Linked DNA regions of Mus musculus: region 1 is linked to region 2. The links are chromatin contacts, called in public Hi-C maps. All regions are on one chromosome and are shown on one strand. Each heading gives the region's core, a stretch centred on a gene start, on an enhancer-like site or on the middle of the called end of the contact. The rest is flanking DNA. Distances are from core to core; before and after follow the strand shown.

The links. Hi-C and Micro-C count contacts between places; a contact is called where the count stands out from the background.
Region 1: a Hi-C map of the G1E-ER4 cell line shows a contact between it and region 2, with 2.9 times the contacts expected there. The contact joins two enhancer-like sites. A contact is called at or near these places in 1 of 15 datasets of contacts at CTCF or cohesin (the NIH/3T3 cell line), 1 of 484 Hi-C or Micro-C datasets (the G1E-ER4 cell line), 3 of 115 datasets of contacts at active chromatin or transcription factors (embryonic stem cells, memory CD8 T cells and regulatory T cell precursor) and 2 of 9 other capture datasets (embryonic stem cells and macrophages).

What each region holds. Positions count from the first base shown.
Region 1 is chr11:3,378,010-3,382,977 of GRCm38.p6, reverse strand. All of the region lies in intron 2 of Limk2 (LIM motif-containing protein kinase 2), which reads left to right. Among named protein-coding and RNA genes, the nearest start is that of Gm51879, 20 kb to the left of the region's middle. Within about 2 kb of position 2,752, at least 25 of the 459 cell types and tissues checked have an H3K27ac peak or open chromatin away from gene starts, as enhancers often do. A contact at or near this core is called in the G1E-ER4 cell line, where this site is marked.
Region 2 is chr11:3,309,216-3,314,132 of GRCm38.p6, reverse strand. All of the region lies in intron 1 of Gm12592 (predicted gene 12592), which reads left to right. Gm11944 (predicted gene 11944) reads right to left here. Exons shown (of 6, transcript NR_045708.1): 1 at 4,810-4,917; 2 at 2,997-3,143; 3 at 1,508-1,601. Among named protein-coding and RNA genes, the nearest start is that of Gm11944, 2.7 kb to the right of the region's middle. Within about 2 kb of position 2,017, at least 41 of the 459 cell types and tissues checked have an H3K27ac peak or open chromatin away from gene starts, as enhancers often do. A contact at or near this core is called in the G1E-ER4 cell line, where this site is marked.

The sequences.
Region 1 (4,968 bases), core at 1,503-4,002, 68 kb before region 2:
TTGAAACTCCTCTTGTAGTTTTAGGCTTATCTATGCAATTATCTCTGCTCTGATACCCAATGACTCCTGATGGTAAAGGCCTTCAGGGACTTTCAGGGAGGTTTTGTCCCTCATTCTGTCACCAGCAACATATCCTTGGCCTAGGAAGCAGAGATTGTTGAAAGAATTGCCCAAGCTGTGATGTAAGTGTGGCCTTTCCTGCACTTCCGCTTTCCGCTTCACATCCTTCCCTGAATGACTGCAGCTCCCATAGATGGCTGGGAGGAATTGGTTCAAGATACTGGGTTTTGGGAAATTGTCTGTAAGGTCAGGTAAGAAGATAACCTTTGTCTTCTGCTTTCAAAGGAACTGTCCTACAGTGGGGAGAAGTCAAGAGGCCTAGGGACCTGCTCCCCAGCAGCCTCGAGCTGCATTTCCTTGTAGGTACAGGCCAGACTGGAGCAAAACCTGGGGACCACTGGAAAGAAGAGCAGGGGAGGGGGCTGGAGAGATGGCTCAGCAGTTAAGAGCACTGAATGCTCTTCCAGAGGTCCTGAGTTCAAATCCCAGCAACCACATGGTGGCTCACGACCATCTGTAATAAGATCTGACGCCCTCTTCTGGTGTGTCGAAGACAGCTACAGTGTACTTACATATAATAAATAAATAAATCTTTAAAAAGAAAAAAAGAAGGAGAGCAGGGGAAGAGGAATGAGTTCAGCTGCCCTAGCCCACACTAATTCTAAATTGTAGTAAATGTGACCAAAAGCAACTTGGGTGGGAAAGGGTTTGTTTCATCTTACACTCGCACACCTCGTCCCTTAGGAGTTAGGACTGGAACCTGAATGCAGGAACTGAAGCTAAGAGTGTGGAGGGATGCTGCTCACTGGCTTGCTCTTCATGGCTTGCTCAGCCTGCTTGCTTGTATTACCAGGACCTAGTTGTGGCACTGTCACAGTAGACTGGGCCCCTCACATCAGTCTCTAGGCAAGAAGATGCTCCCACAGACTCGTCCACAGGCCAGGCTCATGAGAATTGTTTATCAGTAGAGGCTCCATTTTCCCAGATGCCACCAGCTGGTATCAAGTTGACAAAAAATAAATTAAGTAAACCGACTAACCATCAGGTGAGTATTAGAGACAGCCTCAGCTACACAATGAGTTTGAGGCCAGCCTGGAGGCTGCCACCGCTGTAGCCTAGAACTCTGGCTTGGGTGACAAGGGCATGAAGAAGTGACAGCCACAGGGACAGAGAAGCACCAGAAGCTCAGGATGTTTATTATATGGAGTTGGACACAGAAGAGGTATTGTCTACAGCTGAACAAGGTAGTGAGTTGTTACACAGAGATAAGCAGAGAGGCAGGGTTATTCCATACAGATGAACAAGGAGGGGCTTAGCTGATCGCAGTAGGAGCAGGCTCCAGAGGGGAGCAGGCTTCAGCCATGAACACCCAGGGAAGCAATCAAAGGTGAACATTTTCCACACACGCTGTCAGCATTTAGACTCCAAACAGAGGATGGTGTTGCAGTCACTTGAGCCTCACTGAGGTGACAGGGGACAGTGAGCCTTTGCCAGTTTCCCTTGTGTCTAAGGCTTTGTCCTCAAATGTCTGTCATGTCAACAACACACACCCACTCAGGACTTCACACACCCAGGGTTTCCTTCACTGCCCACACTTGGGTGCGTGAGGTCCTGTCATAAGCAAACAAAACAGAAGTAAAGACAAGTGGCCGGCAGTGAACTAGAAGTGAGAGCCGTGATGCCTTTGCCTGGGTCAGGTTGCTGAGTGTGGCCTGGCTACAACCAAGCTGGGTTCTACATTATAGGCATTATATTACATTATATTATATTACATTATATGCAGGGCTAGTTTGGCCGAAGTAAAGATCTCTGTGACAGTTCTTCTGATGCCCGTGTTAGCCTCTGGGGGGGTCTTTTCTTCTTTCTCTTTCTCTTTTCTTGTTTGTTTGTTTTGAGCTAGAGTTTTACTGTGTGGCCCAGGCTGGTTTTAAACTCTTAGGCTTGAGTCAGTTGATGTTCCCACCTCAGCATCACAATTGGACTGGGTGGGCTCTAAGTGTGAGCACCTCACTGCCCAGTGTAGGTCTCGAAGTCCTACCTATGCCAGGGATTTGGGCACACTGATTTCAGTTGTCAGCCTGTAGGTAGACAGTGATGTTGATAAACCATCAAAGCATGTCCGCATGTCTCTGGGTGAGGGTGTTTCTAGACCAAAGGTCAAACCCCAGGCCCAGATTAGGTTGATTCGCCAAGACGCCAGCCATAGACAGGTCTGTGGGTGGCTAGCCGGCCCACCTTCTTCTGACTACCATTGCTTCTTTTAGCATTGACCTAAAGGGTGTGGAATTGTTTTCTCACCTTAATTCTTTTAACAAAGAAGAGGCATAGAGAGGTTTAAAGGCTTGACTGAGATCACACAGTAAGCCATTGTCAATCAGGGAAGGATCTCAGGTCTTCTAATGGCGCTGCGGGCCTCGCCTCAGAGATGTGTTGGTACGGTAAAGGATTTCTTTCTCCCAGAAGAATGTCTGTGGGAATGAAGGCTCTGACACTGAATGTCAAACATTGTTTGCTGTCGTTTTGTGAAGTTTTTAAGTTAGAGGCTGGAGTGATGGCTCTGGTTAAGGTCACTTGTGCCTCCTGCAGATTTGCATGTTTCAGTTCTCAGCACCCACAGTTGTCTGTAAGTCCAGCTCTGCAGGTCACATCTAAATAATGTACATGGGTGTTATGTCTGCATGTATGTCTGCATCGTGTGCATGCCTGCTACCTGCAGAGGCCATTAGATCTCCTGGAAGTAGAGTTATAGTTGATTATGTGCTGGGATTCAAACCCAGAGCCACATCTCACCCCCTGAGTTTCCTAGCATTAGCGTCACAAAACAACAGTTCGTGATAATCTATAGGGGCCACCATCTGATTCTTAATGAACTTAGTGGTTAAAATGAGCAGGTCCATAGAGATGTGGCCTCAGGACAAGGGCATTGTCTACTGGTGGTGAACAGTGGTTGGCAAACAAACTTGGTGTGAACATAGCAGAGCTAGCTGTAGACTTGAATTGAGCCAGCACCTGATAATGCATATTGTCCTTGGTGCCTCAGCCTTTATATCCTGGCCATTGGGAGCCCCTGCTTGCTTCTGATAAATAGCCACCCCACCACCCCAGTTGCCTGTGAGTGTCTTTAATTACCCAATTGCCCCAGCCTGGTACACAGTGGTCTAGCACTCCTTACCATCCCTGCTTCCTTTGTGGTCACTGCTTAAGTGTGGGCTCCAGTGTGATATGCTCAGGGTTATGTTGTTCCTTCAAGCTCGGAGCCTCTTGTCTGCCTGGCAATCAGCCTGCTTTGCCAGCTGATACAGCACCTCCTCTGGAGGAACCCCACCCCTACCCCCAGCCCCACCAATCAGAGGAGAGTTTTTTCACCCTCCTTGTTATCTTCCTCATACTCTATCCCTGTCGGTGTGTGTTTGCACACCCAGCTGCAGTCTTCAGGTATAGTTTTCCAAGGGTGGGACGATATCTAACCTACCTCTGGGCCCCATGGCGTAGCGGACTACCTAGAACGGAGCAGTCTCAGGGTGAGTGGTGCCTTTCTGGAATGGTGTTTTAGAGAACTTGAATAAACTCCTTCCTGTATGCACCCTCATCATCTCTACTGTGCAACATTGTCCCGGGCAAGAGCTTTCCTTCTGACATGGACAATAGAATAAGACTATAGCCGGCTGGTAGTGGTGGTACTCACCTATAATCCCAGCAGTTGGGAGGCAGAAGCAGGCAGATCTCTGAGTTCGAAGCCAGCCTGGTCTACAGAGAGTGAGTTCCAGAATAGCCAGGATATACAGAGAAACCCTGTCTCGAAATAAACAAACGCAAACAAAAAAGACCCCTGTCTATAATGTGGTCATTGAACCCCCACGTGCCTTTGCTGCTATAGCCGTCCACTGTGCTTTCTCTCTCCCTGGGCAGTGTTAGAGGGGTGCTAACAAATTCTCTTTTCAGGGGCAGGGATTTGAGACAGGGTCTCTCTACATAGCCCTGGCTGTCCTGGAATCCTCTGTGTAGATTAGGCTGGCTTCAAACTGAGAGAGCCTCTCGTCTCTGCCTCCTGAGTACCAGGCATGTGCCACCACACCTGGCCACAAATTCTCTTTTTTTCCATGTTCCTCACCATTACCAGAACAGCCCTAGGCATCCATGTCAGACATAAACTGAGGCTATTTACTTCTGTGTCTCTGTCACATTCTGGCTAGGCCTTACTGACAGTGCTCCTGACAGTGCTCCGATGCACTTGTGATTGGATCAGTCCGCTGTGAATAACACTTGGAGAAGCAACAACTGGTTTTGAAGTCGGCAGCACACATTTGTTTGAGCTCGCTTGCGTGCGCATGCATGTGTTGCTGGAATGGAACCCAGCGCCTCATACATAGTAGAAAACAGCTCTATCGCTGAGTTACATCTACGGCTCAGCCTGGGCAGAGTAGCCATGCCTTCTAACTTGTCTCCATACACTGCTGTTGAAGAAAGAGGGAGACGGCCACCATGAAGTTTCAAATGAGTAATAACACATCAGGAAAGTGAAGTCCCCATTACATCAAGGTTTAAGCAGCTCTAACCCTGACAGTGACCAAGCAGCCTCCAGAATAAAATGAACTGTCTACCTGTGCATCCTCATCTGCAGTGAGGGGGTGAGAGTGGCTATTCTGTCCGACTCGGGTTACTGTGACAATGAGGTGAAATCAAATGGAGAAGTGCCTGAGAAAGAGTAGGATGGAGTCCTCAGTCTCCATGTGGATCAGAACCACTAGGTGTTGTTTAAAATAGAGGTTTGGCGCACAGGCTGGGGGAGTGGTACACATCTCTTGTCCCACCCAGCACCCAGGAAGCAGAGGCAGGTGGAGCTCCAGGACAGCCAGGGTTACACAGAGAGACCCTGTCTCAAAACAACGACGAAGATATAAAGTTCAG
Region 2 (4,917 bases), core at 768-3,267:
GTACTGATTTAGAACAAAGTAAAGGAGAAGGTATAGGTTGCAGGTCTGAGCTGATGCTGGAGGAGGAAGGGCTCATCTTTAAGGGTTCCTTGTCAGTGTTCCTTGTGGGATGGACCAAAGCATTTTGGTTTCAGTTATTGGTATGAAGAGTAATCTCCTTGTTGGGGTAGGGTGAATTGGAGGGCCGAGTCCAAGTCCTTGTCACAAGAGACAAAGATGACCTATTTGGAGTTCCTGGGTGCCTTTTACAGCTTAAAGCATTTAAGATGTTTCCAAGAACTGGAGGGGAAGGTATCCTGGGAAGGGTCCCAAGTTGTGGGGATGTCTACCTGTCCCGGGCTTCCACCTCTCCCCTGCATCTCGGCTTGGTCTTTTACTCTTGTCTAGTGTGCTTGTTCATTTGAGCCTGAGTATCATAAGGGACAGACCACGCACAAGTGGGAACCGTGCAGAACAGGGAAGTGTACAGAAGTGACACACAGCTCAGATCTGAGCCCTCACCTTGCCCTTCACATCTTCAGACATAAGCAGTCACTAGACTTCTCTGAACCTTCAAGTAGAATATTTTCCTTATGGGGCACTGTGCCTGGCACCCAGCAAGTGTGCCAGCTAGCTGTCTTACAGCAGAGGTGGGGGCAGGGAAAACTGTAGACAGCAGCAATCAGATATGGGCCTCTGGAGTTTCTCAGGCAGATAAAAAGATAAGAACTTTACAGGCAGAGGAAGCAGCTTACACAAGCAAATAAACAGGAGCTGTGAGGTGAAAGGGCTCAGGGCTCCAGTGCATAGCATGGGACCCTGCCTCCCCCACTTCTAAGTCCCTCCCCCCCAAAAAGGTAAAGTGCTTTCTGCAAAATCTTTGAGTTGGATCTGTTGGATCCACAGTGGAAAATCAAACTCTAAAGAGGTTCCTGTAAACTGGGTGTGTTGTACTTTAATCCCAGCACTCAGGAGGCAAAGAGTAGATAGATCTCTGAGTTCGAGGCCAGTCTGGTCTAGAGTGAGTTCCAGGACAGCCAGGGCTACACAGAGAAACCCTGTCTCAAAAAACAGGGTAGAAAGTGAACTGGTTAGGCAGCCGTGGCAATAAGCACATTGGACCTCCTTGAATAGACTGCCTCAGTACAGCCTTCCTGGAAGATAAGGCACTGCACAGCAGACCAGGACCCCAGAGCCGTCCAGCAGGAGGCTAGACCCTCTAAGCCAGGACGAGGCCTCGCAAAATATACACTGGCAGCTGGAAGCCTAACCCAAGCCTGGCCTCACAGTCATTGACTTCCTTCAATTTTATTTACAGCTAAGTGCTTTACTTTCTTTGAACACAGCCCAAGCAAGCTGGTCTTGAACTCCCTATGTGGCTGAGGCTGGCCTTGAACTCCTGATCTTCCTGCCTCTACCTCCTGGGAAGTCCTGGGATTATTATAAAAGAGCAATACCCAACCTGCAGTTTAAAATGGTCAAAATACATAAAACAAATTCTCCCTCTTTTAATGACAAAAATGCTTACCTGTTGGCACTGCACAGAAATTGTTTGCTAGTCCTGTTCTTGCTCACTGTCTCCATTACAGTGAAGGGGTTTGAGCAAAGATGGTTGAGGTAACCTGAAAGGAGTTTTGCGTGTTTCCTAATGTGCTTTACTAGGTAGGGATCAGCTACTTTGTTCTCCTAGCAGCCCTGGAAAAACTGCTTTTTTGTTATCGTAGGTTTTGGTGAGGAAACAGGCCCACATCATTCTGAAAGAAGTTCCTGGAGGGTCTGAACCAGGCTCTCTGTCTCCTGGATGAGCATGAACCAGGGCACAGTGACGATTGCCCAGAGAAGAGACTGTGCTTAGAGCAGCAGCAGTTCAAGGTGGTTGTGGGTCGTGGAAGATGCAGGCATACAGACGGGGATGAGTGGGGGACTTGTAGTGAAAGCTACTTGGTGGGGTAGAGCAAGAGGCACAAGGCTGGGGGTGACTCAGGCTCTAAGCTTGAGAGCTCTCTGTAGACACTAGCTGGACGGGACGGCTGTGGTAAAGTCCTAACAGTCCCACTGGGGGATGGCACAGAAGCAGCTCAGGTTGCACTGTGGGATCCATTCTCACTGCTTGCTTTGGCTGTGTTGGGATCAAGCCTGTTGGTTGTTAAATTAGTCACTCCTTATTCTGAGTGACTATGAATTGATATATGTGATAGTTAGACAGGTAGTTGGCACCTTTAGTGTGTCATTACTACTAATGGCTAGTGTATTTATTTGGAACAGCATATGACTGGAAATCATAAAGGCTGACACGTTTAAAAAACAAAAAGACCTACAAGTGTGGACTTGTGTTCAGGAAATACCAAGTAGGAAGCAAATCCAGCCTGGGGAATTCAGAGGTGAGCTACACAATTGTTTTTTGGGGGTGGGTTGGGGGAGGGCTGCTAAGAAAAGGAACAGGCTGTGCGTGGTGGCACACGCCTTTAATCCCAGCACTCGGGAGGCAGAGGCAGGTGGATCTCTGAGTTCGAGGCCAGCCTGGTCTACAAAGTGAGTTCCAGGACAGCCAAGGCTACACAGAGAAACCCTGTCTCGAAAAACCAAAAAAAAAAAAAAAGAGAAAAGGAACAGGAAGCCAAGAGCCGTTACTCATTCCCACAGGAGGCTGCTTTCATACCCTGTTGATAACAGTCTTAACAGCTTTACTACACCCTCCCCAGCAGTCCTGTTTCCCACATTACAAGCAAACATCAGGCCAGAGTTGCATAAAGCATCTCAAATGTGTTCTACAACTGCCGTAAACCCACCTGACTAGGCCTCCGGCTTCTATGTTCTGGTGATCAAATTTCCCCTCCAGCAGCGCTGGGCTAGCTCTGTGGTGCGCTCGCAGACACATCTACCTTTACTTTAGTAAAGCCCAGGGAAGTTTGGGGTGTGGTCCCAGTAGATACGGAGGGTCACTCTAAGCATGGGTACACCCTTAGCTTGTGATGGCGGTCTTTCAGCCTCCCTCTGTCTACTGATGGGAGACTGACCTTTGGAAATTTGCAGAAGCAAATCCTGGGCAGCTATGGAGGCCATCACCCTCTCTGCATCATGATCTCCACAGCTTCTGTCTATGGCATGGAGGATACAGGCTGTTGGGGCAGGCAAACGCACCTGCTTGCTTTGTTGTTCATTTCCTGCCATAGGACAGTGACAGAAATAAATACAGTCCCCACCTGTCCAAGGCAGTGTCAGGGGTTCTAAGCACAGAACTAAGAAAATCTTTGGAAGGACTCAGCAACTTCATCAAGTCCTTGGCTCAAGGCCAGGCCTACACTTCAACACAAGTATGATCAGTTGCAAACTCTGTAATGGTCACAAAGCTGAGTCTATAGAACTTGAGCATGCTACATCATCCTGCTTGCTAAGTCAGAGCAAATGGCCAGAGCCCACCCAGCAGGTCACCCAAGAGCTCATGTAAATGCATGGCTTGAAGGCTCTGCCTTTATAGCAGAACAGCAATGTAATTAATCAGTATTAACTCGGGGCTAAGGGAAGTTGTGCTTTGTCCCTTCTGGTCTTGTCTCTTTCTCTTCATCAGTGATTGTTTCTTTTTTTTCTGTTTGGAGATGAAAGACTATTTCTATTCATTTGATCTTGATTTCTCAAGATCCTTGGAAGTGCTTTAAGTTTGCCAGTCCCTCTGGCGATTGGTTTTGTTCCCATTAAGCCTCTGTGGGGCTGGAAGATAGTTCAGTCAGTGAAGTGCTTGCCTTGAAAACATAACCTGCGTATGAGCCCCAGAAGAAACTCACGTTTAAAAAGAAAAAAGTGCCAAGCACAGTGAAGTGCACTTGCAACCCCAGAACTGGGAGACCAGTAATCCCAGGGGTCCGGAGGCTGGCCAGCATAGCCTGCTTAGTGAACCCTGGGGCAGTGAAAGAGCTCCTCAGAAAATAAGATGGGGGCTGGAGAGGTGGCTCAGAGGTTAAAAGCATGGGTGCTCTTCCGGGGGACCCACATTCATTTCCCTGCAACCACATGGCACCTCACACCTGCCTTGTAGCTGTAGTTCCAGAGTTCCTGACGTCATCACAGCCATACACACAGGCAAACATCAGTGAACATTAAAAAAAAAAAAAAAAAAAGATGACTCCTGTAGAACAGCACTGGGGAACTGGGGACTGCCCTTTGACAGCCACATGTGCAAGCACGCACACACACAGACAGACATTAGCAGGCATGCACACACAGACAGACAGACAGACAGACAGACGGACAGACATACTTCCCTGTCCTGTGTGTTGCTTGCTACTCCTACCTCCACCCTCAGAACTAAGTATATCTTTATAAGGAATGTCTTTTCAAACCAAAACCAAAGCCAAAACCAAACTTGGGAAGCAGAGGCAGGTGGATTTCTGGGTTTGAGGCCAGCCTGGTCTACCAAGTGAGTTCCAGGACAGCCAGGGCTACACAGAGAAACCCTGTCTGGAAAAAACCAAAAAAAAAAAAAAAAGAAAAAGAAAAAAGAAATATGTCTTTTCTTCATTCATTCACAAGTAACAAGTAGCAAAGCAAGCTAGATAACATGGGGGAGCGGACCTCAAGTGGCTACATATATACAAGTCATTTCTTTTCCCTGCCATGTCCCTCCATAGCAGATGACGGCCTTGAATCCCCTTGCCTCAAACCTTCCTAGACCACCCTACCTACTGTGGTCTTCTGCTGTCACTGACCCACCACTTCTGCTGTCTTTCTTCTTGCATTTCTCATTATCCAGAAGCCAGATCCAAATCTGCTTGTTAACTCTGTCTCCAATTAAGTCCAAGGGTTATTTTGTTCATTACAGACCCTGAAACATACCTGGTACACAGCAGTGAAAATATAGGCTTAGTATGTGTTGCGTTAATGAGTCCTGGAACTTAAGTCCTTTGGTGGGAACATCTACCCAGTGTTCTGCCAGGCACAATG